Linked DNA regions of Anas platyrhynchos: region 1 is linked to region 2. The links are chromatin contacts, called in public Hi-C maps. All regions are on one chromosome and are shown on one strand. Each heading gives the region's core, a stretch centred on a gene start, on an enhancer-like site or on the middle of the called end of the contact. The rest is flanking DNA. Distances are from core to core; before and after follow the strand shown. Region 1 overlaps NHP2 (NHP2 ribonucleoprotein). Region 2 holds the start of DDX41 (DEAD-box helicase 41).

What was found. A called contact is a pair of places that touch in the nucleus more often than the background predicts.
Region 1: a contact with region 2 is called in a Hi-C map of skeletal muscle, with 2.2 times the contacts expected there. The contact joins the enhancer-like site here to the promoter of DDX41 in region 2. A contact is called at or near these places in 3 of 8 Hi-C or Micro-C datasets (liver, skeletal muscle and subcutaneous adipose tissue).

The regions. Positions count from the first base shown.
Region 1 is chr14:9,846,826-9,852,860 of IASCAAS_PekinDuck_T2T, forward strand. It overlaps NHP2 (NHP2 ribonucleoprotein), which reads right to left. Exons shown (of 31, transcript XM_072023476.1): 13 at 5,787-5,880; 14 at 5,525-5,571; 15 at 4,945-5,159; 16 at 4,537-4,629; 17 at 4,247-4,315; 18 at 3,356-3,533; 19 at 2,603-2,707; 20 at 1,672-1,716. Among named protein-coding and RNA genes, the nearest start is that of NHP2, 13 kb to the right of the region's middle. Within about 2 kb of position 2,821, at least 1 of the 8 cell types and tissues checked has an H3K27ac peak or open chromatin away from gene starts, as enhancers often do.
Region 2 is chr14:9,739,976-9,745,572 of IASCAAS_PekinDuck_T2T, forward strand. DDX41 (DEAD-box helicase 41) reads left to right here and starts at 1,548. Exons shown (of 17, transcript XM_038186573.2): 1 at 1,548-1,700; 2 at 1,782-1,883; 3 at 1,972-2,131; 4 at 2,213-2,287; 5 at 2,602-2,662; 6 at 3,257-3,393; 7 at 3,615-3,687; 8 at 3,859-4,012; 9 at 4,149-4,285; 10 at 4,461-4,623; 11 at 4,724-4,855; 12 at 4,983-5,054; 13 at 5,185-5,281; 14 at 5,591-5,597. The coding sequence starts at 1,677. It overlaps FAM193B (family with sequence similarity 193 member B), which reads left to right. Exons shown (of 9, transcript XM_038186562.2): 7 at 1-722; 8 at 893-968; 9 at 1,074-1,470. The coding sequence ends at 1,170.

The sequences.
Region 1 (6,035 bases), core at 1,571-4,070, 110 kb after region 2:
CATTTGCAGGTTTTCAAGGCGTGTATGCACACTGGTACACAAGCAGGGTTCTTCCCTGCAGAGAGCTGTGGTGCTCAGTACACTGCACACCGTACACCAGGTTCGTTTTTCCCCAGACTTTAATATACATACACATTTACACATCACTAGTAAAAATCTGTACACTTCACATTACAGTACATACGAGCCACCAGTTGCTAGCTAACACCAGAACACTGATGAAGCCCAAGACGACTGCCCTAGAACAGGCAGGGGGGCTAGTCTTCCCCTCCGAGGAAGTTTCTTTGGGTTACACATTCTGATGAGAAATTGCTTCCCAGAGTGTCAAGCCAAGAAGGTGGAACAGGTCCCAGAAATAGACCTGCAGCTTTTCTTCCTCCTCCAACAGCTTTAACAGCATCTTGCTTGCACTCCAGCTCCGGATGCCAGGTGCTGGGTTTTCTTATCTGTCTGCAGCATCATTTCTTCATCTTCATGTCTGCCTCGATGGCACAGCGACGCCCTCTGGTGCCTCCATCCTAGTCACAAGGCAAACAAAAGGACTGGCATTAACAGAAATGAGTTATGCAACCCTAAACACAAAACACTTCCTCCAGCACACAGTGGTAAGGAAATGTGCATCTAATAATAATACTTTTCATGCCTTCTGAACAGGAGAAAGGGAAGCTCTGACAGGAAGGCCTGGGGAGGCCTGTCTGCAGACCTACCTAAAGTTCACTCTGGACACAGCACAGGTGCTGGGATTTGCAGCATCTCTGTGCATTGCTGGCAGTCAGGAGAGACAGGCAACAAGGCTCTCACCCAGACAGGTGCTTTTGGAGCCTGCACACTGCAGGCTTTCTCCTAAGTGACAATTTCTAGCTTGGCTCTTAAGATGGAAAGAGGAAACTGCTGACTAACCTACCTTATTAGCTGCTGATCCCTACGGGAAGTGCTCCTCCAGTTGAGTGACCCTGGCACTAGCTCCCTAGCTTCTCCGCACAGCTCCTTTCCATGAGTAGAAGGCGAGCTGAGAGCTTCCTTTGATCCGCTGCCCTCTCCCTCTGGCTGACATGCTGACTCTCCCGGAGTACTCCTCTGTCTTTAGATATATGCGAGAGAAAAAAAAAAACTCTCCATCTTCCTCCCCTCTCTCCTCCCCGCAACTCAAAGACTTGGGGTTTCCCAGAGGGAATACTTTCCAAACACTTCCAGATCACCAGAGGCACAGAGCAAGGTATTTCTGCGGAGTATCTTATTTGCTTTCTGGACCATGAATGATAAAGGAGTACACAGCTGATTCCTCACTTTCCCCAGACCCTTTGCACTGTCTTGAATGTGAAGAAGGGGCAGCTGTGTAAGCATGAGAGATGTCAGAACTACAGCACTGCACCACTTGGCGTGTCTTCCCACTTACATGGAAAGAAAGCAGGAGAGCAGTTGTGGAAAAAAGCACAGGCAGATGACAAAACAAGAACGCTTGGAACCAGAAGAAAGACTGAAGCCCCACCCACTCACCCACGCTGAGAGGAAGGGACTAAGATGTTTCTTCTCTAGTGATCATGGTTGTACAGCCCCTATGTTAAACACACACTGCTGCGACGCTAAGGATGCTGTGACAGTGCAGTGATCACCCAGACAAGGAGCAGAGCACGCTGCCAGCAGTACTTGCTAGCGCCTTTCAATACTTACAAAGAGAGAGAGAAGGAAGGCAGGAGAGCCCATTGGGACACTGTCCTGTTAAAAGGCCAAAACAGAAGCACTCATCAGATAGGGAAATGCACACACCACATAGAAGCAATAAGCCCACACACGAGCATAGCGAAACATCTGCCCCATTCCCCTTCCTGCACGGCTTCAGTCTTATGCAGCAGGAACATATAAATGCACAAAAGAGGGATATGGCGAGAGTAAGAATGCTAGGAAAGGGATATTCCCTCCTCAACTATAGCAATGCCTGGACTACCAAACCATTGCTGCGCTGTGCAATCAGCCATGCTTGCCACTAGAAAGAAGCAGGCAGCCCTTGCTGTTACAATGTTATGTATGCCAGCTGAGAGCATGTGAGGTCATGTAATCATAGATGCATCTTTACAGAAGAAAAAAGAAAAAAAAAAAATATATATACTATATATATATACTATACTGCTATTAGTTCAGATCAGTGTGGAAGTCAAAGGTTCCATGGTGTGTTTTAAACAGCAAACCAGACTGGAGTAATTCCCTGGTTCTAGGAACTTGACTTGGAAGTGAAGAACACGGCAGAGGCTGGGCTTCCAGATCTCTACATTTTCACCTTCCTGCCATATCCCACTTCTTCTGATAGTCTACTCATTTCCCTACAGTTTTGATATACTTGTTTTTAAAATCAGGGAACAAACATAGGGGTTACAGGAGTAACTCATGATTATTAACCTGCCTCTGGGATGACACACAGCTCCAGAGCTGAAATCCAGTCAGTGGACACATTTAAAGAAAAATACTGTTTGTTCACATGAAGATGTTGAAGCTATTTTGATCTCAAAAAAACATTTTGCACATCTTTTTTATGGGAACTTCATGCAGTATCTCGAAACTCTCCAAAAGATACCAACTGCCCTTCTGCAGGGTGCAGCATTCTCACCTTCTCCGAAGCATCTTGCTTGCGAGTGGAGTCTCGCCCACGCAGGCTCTTTGCACTGATCCCCGACTCTGATGTTTGCATGATCAGTTGCGTGGCCAGAAATTGCTGCAGGAAAACCACACTCTGTTAAGATTCTCAAGCAAAACAAGCTCAGTTAGTGCTTGTCACTTAACCATCAAAAACCACAGGGCTGGGAATGATTGGGTCAGAGGCAGTTTCAGTTCCTTGTTTGCTGCTCAGAGTAAGTTCCCCCATTTACCTCAGAAGCCACAAGTCTGGAGGGACTATAAAAATCCATTGCAAACTGTGTTAGCCCTGGCTGTTGGGACATTCCACTTCGTAAGGAATTTTAAATCATATTCACAGGCTAGTTTCATATACACTTTAAGCCAGCAGAGCCACCAAAAGAAGCAATCGCGTCCCCTGTCATTCACTGATCTTGTTGCTTGTTTCTGTTCCTGAACCACGCCCTGCTTCTTGCTGGCCTAAGCATATCTACATCCCCTGAAGGAAATTAGATTTGAAATTGGTCTGGGCTGAACCTAACTGACATTTTACTGTGTAATTTTAACCTATCCACAATCAGCTCACCACAAACACCTAGCACAAGACAGATGCAGGAAAAATGGGACTACTTAATTCAAAGTCCCTGTGAGTGAAAGTGTGGTCTTATATCCACAAGTGTTTCCTACACCTGCGGACCAAAGCAGATGCTCTGTTCTGTACTGCTCCTGTCTCAGCTCAGTACTTTACCTGGATCTGCTCCAGGACATCTCGCTGCATCTCCACAGCCATGTGGTACACATCATGGTCTGAGCTGTTGTACATAACTGCATTTTGAAACATCAGCATAATATCACGCTGGAACTCAGCCGTGGTTCGTATCAGCCCATTCTCAATATTCTTTTTGATTGTAGATAAATCCATTGGCCTATGAAAGAAATGCATTCAGCATAGCAACAGACATACCTACTTCTTTCCCCTGTCATTTGCAAGCAGCCTTGGGTCTGTGACATGTCTAATTAGACAATCTATTTAATTGGCAGAATATCTTCTCCCCCACATAGGCTGCGTTCCTGAGTTCCAAGGCCTCAAATCAGGAGACACAAGCTGTCCAGCAGTTACCATAAATGGTGACAGTACATAACAGATGCCTTGAGAGACATTTGTCTTCTCCAGGCATCACTGAGGGAGATAACAGAGAACTAAAACTGCAGCCATTGAACTGTTTACAGAGATTTCTGAGGCTAGCAGTGGGTTCTGTTAACTCTCCCAGAAAAGTCCACTGTCTGAGACAGTAAAAGAGCTCCATCAAAGTTTTTGGAGTCTCAAAGATTAAACTCTACCCCCAGACAAAAACTGAGAACCTGATGATAGTCACATACTACCTTACTGACAAAAAATGTTCTGTGCAAGTCAGCTTACTTCATTCAAGGACAGGGCTGGGTAAAGACTTGTGTCTATTACTGAAGATCTGAAGATGACTCTTTTCTTAGGGAAATCTGTTTCTGACTGTGAGATGCCAGAAGAAAAGTATTTTCCAAGTCTTGCAGTTTGAATTACAAATGAAGACTGGACCTTCCTGCCAGAAATTCCTACACAAATATACCAGAGATCTAATGACACGAGACTGCTGAGACTCACCTTTGCACAATACTGTGGTAGCCTGGTGCTATATCATCAGTCACAGGCTGGAGGAAGACATTAGCATACCTGCAGAGAGAAAGAATCTACTGAATGCCCTATCCTTGCTGATAAAGGAACAATCCTCAAATATTTGTTTCATGCTGTCATGTTTGTCTGCTATCAGCAACAATTTGATTCGTCATCTCCCCATTACCCTTACAAGCCCGGTAAGCCTCAGAGATGGGAGAGTACAGGCTTGTCTGGGATTATTTACTTCCTTCTGCCAATTCTCAAGACATCAAACTCACCTGTGATTAGCTGCCGCTCTCCAAACTAGCATGATGGCTTTCTTCCAGATCTTCTGGGCCTGTATTGCTTCCTGATCCTCACTGCACACTGAGCTGAGAAAAAAAAAAGTAAGACATCCATCATAAGTCTCCATACTTACTGCCTTGAAGCAGAAAAACCTTAGTTTATTTTGCCTTTGCTATACCTACACTAACCCCTGCCAGAGACAGAAATAAAAAAAAAGGAATCTTACTCATGAGTGCACTGTCTGCACACTGCACTTGTGAGTAAGGAGAATCTAGTGCCAGACAAATCAAATTCCCTCTGTGGACCCACTCAGTCAGCAAAACAGAAATGAGAATCCTATGTTCCCTCCACAAAACAGCCTGGGATTTGCACCTGCATGATAGAGTTTCATGGATACTCACAACTGTGAGGAGGCCGGGCTGCTGGGGATGGAGTCGGCTAGCGTGTGTGACTGTAAAGGTGCGTTATGGACACTGAAGCCATCGTCACTCTCACTCACAGGGGGTTCGTTATCCATCTCTGACAGGTATCCCTCACCCTGATCTTCTTCTTTGGGCTCCTCCAAACTGGCAGCCTCACTGGCACCATCCTCATCATCCTCTTCACCCTGCCCATCCTGAAACAAAGAGTTCATGAGTCTATGCAGCCGACTACAGCAGCAACTCAGAGCGTCCAGAGAAATTAGAGTTCAGAAAGTAAAGTGACTTTTTTACTACAGCTACTGACAACATTATCTATAGGCATGTCCAGAAAATTCTGGTCACTATCCTGCCCTGCCTCCCACCACCCTAACATAAACACAGAAACACTGACGCCCAGCTGAACAGGGCCTGAAGCAATCTCCCCTTTAGCTCCCGACCTCACACTGACGACTTCCCATTGCAGAAAGCTGAAGCAGGCTTTAATTTTCAGTGGATAGGAGCCAGAAAGCAAGAATGAACCCCAAAGTAGACAGGATGAGTACAGCCAATTCAGAATTACCTTCATCTGGCTCCTAAACAGGGCTCGGGCTTCCTCCTTCATTGAGTCTGTGGAAGGAAGAAAAGCAAAAAGGTTATGATTCTCCAAAGCAGTCTTTCCTACAAAAGCTCCTGTACCAAAGCCTACTGTCCTGCAGTAATTACCACTATTCCTACACATATCTTGTTTTCTCCCTCCACCCCAAAACACCTGAACCAGATCACTGACATCTATCCAGCTAATAATGTTGCATGTAAAAGATTTCCTAGCTGAATTAAGTTACCTGACAGCTCAAATTTGTGCTGAACATCAGCCTGTGAGGAGTCTTCACTCACATTTGGGACTTGTGGAGGGGATGAATCATCATCAGGTGGGGTCTGGAGGGAAGAGAAATGCACAAATCTAGATGTTTGTGTCAGCTTACTTCAGTGAAGGTGTGGGCACATCTCACTCACCCTAACCTAACTCAAGGCAATGAAGCTCACTGAGCACCTTCCCAACAGCAATTCTGCACATGGGTGGTGGGAGATAC
Region 2 (5,597 bases), core at 298-2,797:
GGACATAGACCTGGCCCTCGCCCCGCTCAGCCTGGGCCCCGCCAAGAGCCACGCGCTGCTGCGGGGCGAGCTGGGCCCCCGATGGGGCGAGGGGCCGGGGGAGCCGCCGCCGCCGGCCCCGCTGGCTGAGAACGGTGTGGTGAAGCGCCTCAGCGCCGTGCCCAGCCTGTCCCGCATGATCTGGGTGCAGTCCAAGGCCACGGACTCCGCCGTGGACGGTAGCGGGCTGAGCCCGGAGCCCAAGGAAGGGCCGCAGCCCAAGGGGCTGGAGCCAGCGGAGCAGGCACCGGCGGGAGGCCGGCAGCGGAAAAATAAGCGGCAGAGCGGGCAGGCCAAGAAGGGGGACGGTGCTGCTGCGGCGCCCGGGGGCCAAGCCAGGCTGGAGAGCCCTGGGGCGAAGGGGCAGGTGCTGGGAACCAAGCACCCTTCGAAGCCCGGCGCCGCGGAGCCGCAGCGGGCAGGTGGCTGCAGCGAGGTGCTGGAGGGCAGCAAGGGGCAGCCCTGGGGCTGCGGCGGAGCCAGGCAGGAGAAGGAGAGGAGCGGCGACTGGAAGGGCCGGAGGGGAGAGGGCAAAGCCGAGCTGCAGGATCCGGCACCACCGCCCAGCGCGGCCCCCGGGGACCGGCAGCTGCCTCACCCCACTGCTCGGGGGGGGTCCCCGCAGCCCAAGGGCAAGAGCAGGAAGAGCCGCAACAAGGTGGAGAAATCCAGTACCTCCATCGGTGAGTGCCAGCCCATCCCTTCTGCGGTCCCTTCCCCTGCCCGCTGCCACCCCGTTCCCATCCCCGTGTCCTGGTGGGGGAGTCCTGTTCCTGGGAGAACCGTGATGGGAGGGAGCTGGGTGTGGTGTTGCTGCCGTGTGGTGCTGAACTTGTGTTTTCTGCCTTGCCAGACGACGTGTTCCTGCCCAAGGACTTAGACGGGGTAGAGATGGACGAGACTGACCGAGAAGTGGAGTATTTCAAGAGGTGAGGCGGGACGGGGATGGGGGCCATGTCCCGGAGCTGGCTCTCACCCCGGGGCTGCTCGGGGGGGCTGCGGGCTCATGGGGGCTCCCTCCTTTTCCCCCACAGGTTCTGTCTGGACTCTGCCAAGCAGACGCGCCAGAAGGTGGCCGTGAACTGGACCAACTTCACCCTGAAGAAAACCACTTCCAGCGCAGCGCAGTGAGGCGCGGGGCCGCCCCCCGCCCCCGGCCGCTCCGCTCTCCTCACTGTGCCCCTCGCCACCGCCCTCCCCGGGGGTCCCCCCGGCTCTCCTCTGTGGGGTCCCCCCCATCCGTGGGGGGGGTCCCGGTGCTCTCCTGCCCCGCGGGACCCCCGGGGCTCCCTTTGCCCCTTTCCTTCCCCCTCACCGCGGGGTCGCCCCCGCCCCGGCCGTCCCCTCGCCCCTCTCCGCCCGGCTCCCCGCGGAGAAGAAAGGCCCGTGCTGGACCCAATAAAGAACTTTTTAATTTTTTATTTTATTTAACCCCGGCCTCTGCTGCTTTTGTTCTGCGCCCTGGGGGGGGGAGCTAAAAAGGGATGGGGGGGCGGAGAGCTTTCGCTTTCTGAGGAAATTTGTCCTCCGAGGCGACCCGTAGCGAATGCGGAAGGAGGGGGGACGGCTCGTGCCGTTGCTAGGCGACAGCGCGGCACTTCCGCCGGGCGCCATTTTGTATCCGGGGTGACGGCGCCATGGAGGCCGCGGCGGGCAGGAAGGTGAGGCCGAGACCCCCCCCGGGCCCCTCAGCCCCCCGGGGCCGCCGCCGCTCCCCGCCCTCACCTCGTTTCTCCCCGCAGAGGCAGCGGGAGGAGGCGGCCGAGTCGCCCGAGCTGTCCGGGGAGGAGGATGACGCTGACTACGTGCCCTACGTGCCGGTGAAGCAGCGCAAGCAGCAGATGGTAACGGGGGGTGAGGGGTACGGGGGGCACGGGGGGGCCCCGTCCCGGTGCGGCGCCTCTCACCCGGCCTCCCCGCGGTGCCCCCCAGCTGCAGAAGCTGCTGCAGATGCGGCGGAAGGTGGTGTCGGAGGAGGAGCAGCGGGACAGCGGCGGGGAGCAGCGCGGCGACGAGGATGACATCCCCCTGGGGCCGCAGTCTAACATCAGCCTGCTGGACCAGCACCAGCACCTCAAGGAGAAGGCGGAAGGTGGGGGGGGAGCTGGTGGCAGGGCTGGGTGGCTGCCTGGGGGTGCTGGGGCCAGCTAACGGCTTCCCTGGCTCTCCCCAGCTCGGAAGGAGTCAGCCAAGGAGAAGCAGCTGAAGGAGGAGGAGAAGATCCTGGAGAGCGTGGCGGAGGGCAGAGGTGAGTGCTGGGAGCTCCGTGGGCTGCGGGCAAGTCTGTAGAGCTGTCGGGCAGCAGGAGGGGCGCTGCCTGCTGTGCAGTGCTCGGTGATGTTCCACCCTGGGGTTGGGAAAGGGATCCCACTGCGAGCTCCTCAGCTGGTGTCTGACTGCCTGGCTTAGCTGGGAGCGTGCTGTCGCAGGCCCCTAGACCTAGCAGGCTGCAGCCCTCGGAGCTCCTGCACCCAGAGGTGCTGGCTGGCTTGCTGTCTACCCCTATGTCTGCTGCCTGGGGGTGGAGAGCATGCTCTGATCTTGTTGGCCTTGTTCTTGCAGCCCTGATGTCAGTGAAGGAGATGGCGAAGGGCATCACCTATGATGACCCCATTAAAACCAGGTGCGTTTCGCAGTGTGGGAGTTGTTTTTCTGGGAACCTCGCTGCCTTGCAGCTGACAAGAGCAAGATGCTGTGCAGCCTGGCAGGAAGAGCACTGCTCTGTGGCCATCAGCTTTACTGCACTGCCTGGCTTCATGCCCCTGTTAGTCAAAGCAAAGGCTGCTGAGCTGTCCACGATGTTGTTCTATATACAATAACTCTTGTTAAAATGCATTTATGTAAAATCTGAAGGCTTGAGCTGAGCTTTCAGATCTTGGGGAAAACTAAGTGAGAGAAAAAAGGGGAAAGCTCAGGGAGCCAGTGCTGCTCAAGGCCCCGCAGTGTCAGGGAAACAACCAGGCTGTGTCCAGATGTGTTGGCGTGGTTCACCTGTTATCTGTAGTTTGTTCTCAGCTGCTAGCTTGGGGTGCTTGGAATTGGGGAAGGTATTTAATGGACTGGCTTGGGTCTGCTTATGAAGCCCCTTGGGGTCAGCTCTTTTCCACGGTGGGATAACAGAGCTCTACAGGGAGCTCTCCTCAGCCTCTGTTGGTGCTGCTGGCTCTGAAGTCGCTGGACATTTTACATCCTGCATTTTGTTCTCTTGCCTTCCCAGCTGGAGAGCTCCTCGTTACATCCTGGGCATGTCCGAGGCCCGGCACGATCGCGTCCGCAAGAAGTACCACATCCTGGTGGAGGGGGAGGGCATCCCGCCTCCCATCAAGAGCTTCAAGGAGATGAAGTTTCCAGCAGGTGGGAGCAGGGGGGGGCTTCTCTGGGGACACTCGTGTCCGGCAGTGAGTGAAGGTGTCAGATCCGTGCTGTGCTAGCAGGGTCACAGCTTAAATTCACAACAGTGGTTGTGTCACCTGGCTGCTGGACAAAGGGCTGCTGCTGAGGAGGGAATTAAAAGGGAAAACGGAGGAATACCTTTGGGTTGTGAGTGTGTGTGTGTGTCCCCTGTTCCCTGACAGCTATCCTGAGGGGCCTGAAGAAGAAGGGAATCCAGCAGCCAACGCCCATCCAGATCCAGGGCATCCCAACGATGTGAGTGCTCTCGCCCCGTCCCAGGAGTTGTTCCCCCTCCCTCCAGCCCACCGGGCGGTGTAAAACGGGCCCCGTGCCCTGGTGGCAGCGAGCCCCTTCCCCCTGCTCGGGCCTTGAGGCCTGATCCCTCCTGTAACCCTGTGGCTCACCTCAGCCCCATTTCTCCGGCAGCCTCTCGGGACGGGATATGATCGGCATTGCCTTCACCGGCTCCGGGAAGACCTTGGTGTTCACCCTCCCCGTCATCATGTTCTGCCTGGAGCAGGAGAAGAGGCTGCCCTTCTCCAAGCGGGAGGGACCGTACGGGCTCATCATCTGTCCCTCCGTGAGCACCCGGGGCGCGGTGGGGGTGGAAGGAGCTGTTATCGATATCAAGCACCCATCTCAGGCTCTCCCTGCGCGGGAGGGAATTAATTAATGTGCAGGAATTAATTTTTTTTTCTCTTGTTTTCTCTCTGCAGCGGGAGCTGGCCCGGCAGACGCACGGCATCATTGAGTACTACTGCCGCCTGCTGCAGGAGGACGGGCTGCCCCCGCTGCGCTGCGCCCTCTGCATCGGGGGCATGTCCGTCAAGGAGCAGATGGAGACCATCAAACAGTAAGGCCTGGCAGGGAGGAAGTGCTTTGGTTGGGAGCCGCGCTTATTTTTTGTGGCAGGAGGGCTGAGGGGTGGAATCCTGAGCGGGGTGGGGGCGAAGGGGACGTGCCAGTCCCCCGGGTGCTGTGTGGGGCAGGAATCCAGGCTCCTGACCCTGCCTTTCCTCGTCTCTCAGTGGCGTGCACATGATGGTGGCCACCCCAGGCCGCCTCATGGACCTGCTGCAGAAGAAGATGGTGAGCTTGGACATCTGCCGCTACCTGGCCTTGGACGAGGCCGACAGGATGATCGACATGGGCTTTGAGGGGGACATCCGCACCATCTTCTCCTACTTCAAGGTACTGGGCTGGTAGGATACGAGCGCCCTGAAGCTCGATCCCTACACCCACCAATTTGGGTGAGCTCTAATTCCTTGCCTGTGCCCTGTTCCCCACGCAGGGCCAGCGGCAGACGCTCCTCTTCAGTGCCACAATGCCCAAGAAGATCCAGAACTTTGCCAAGAGTGCCCTGGTGAAGCCCATCACCATCAACGTAGGGCGAGCAGGTGCCGCCAGCCTGGATGTTGTGCAGGTGAGGTGCTGGGGAGCTCCCCGTGTGGAACCCAGCATGGTTTTTGGGGGTGCCAGTACCTCTCCCTGCCAGCCACGGGGTTAATCTCCCTGCTGCCTGCCTGACCCATTTTTTTGCTTCTTCCTAGGAAGTGGAGTACGTGAAGGAGGAGGCCAAGATGGTGTACCTCCTCGAGTGCCTGCAGAAGACTCCGCCACCCGTGAGTAACACGCTCTGGCTGCCCTGGGCGTGCTGCAGCCTCTGTTCGGGAGGGAATGGGTTTCTCAGGGCATTGTGCTCTTTGCCAGCACGCACAGGCCCCTTTTTCTAAGATATCTGTGTTGTGGCAGGTGCTGATCTTCGCGGAGAAGAAGGCAGACGTCGATGCGATCCACGAGTACCTGCTGCTCAAGGGGGTGGAGGCGGTGGCCATCCACGGGGGAAAAGGTTGGTGAGAGCGCCAGGGAGGCGTGAGCCTGCTGTGGCCCTGTCTGATCCCGCTCACAGCATGTAGGGTCCTGGAATCTAGTGGTTTGGGGTGGTCTGAGGGCAAACTGTGATGGTGTCAGCAGTCCTAGGAGTGAACACTGCGGGTGTGAACGTCACGCAGGTCCCGCTGCCCCTTTATTTGGGGACAGGATTTGTGGGTCCTCACGCAGGCCGAGTGGTGCTCGCCTTTGAGGCCGCAGGGGTTGCTGCAGGAGGTAGGAGCGGGAGCTCTGCCCCTTGCTGATCTCCTGTGCTGGACCTTTGCAGATCAGGA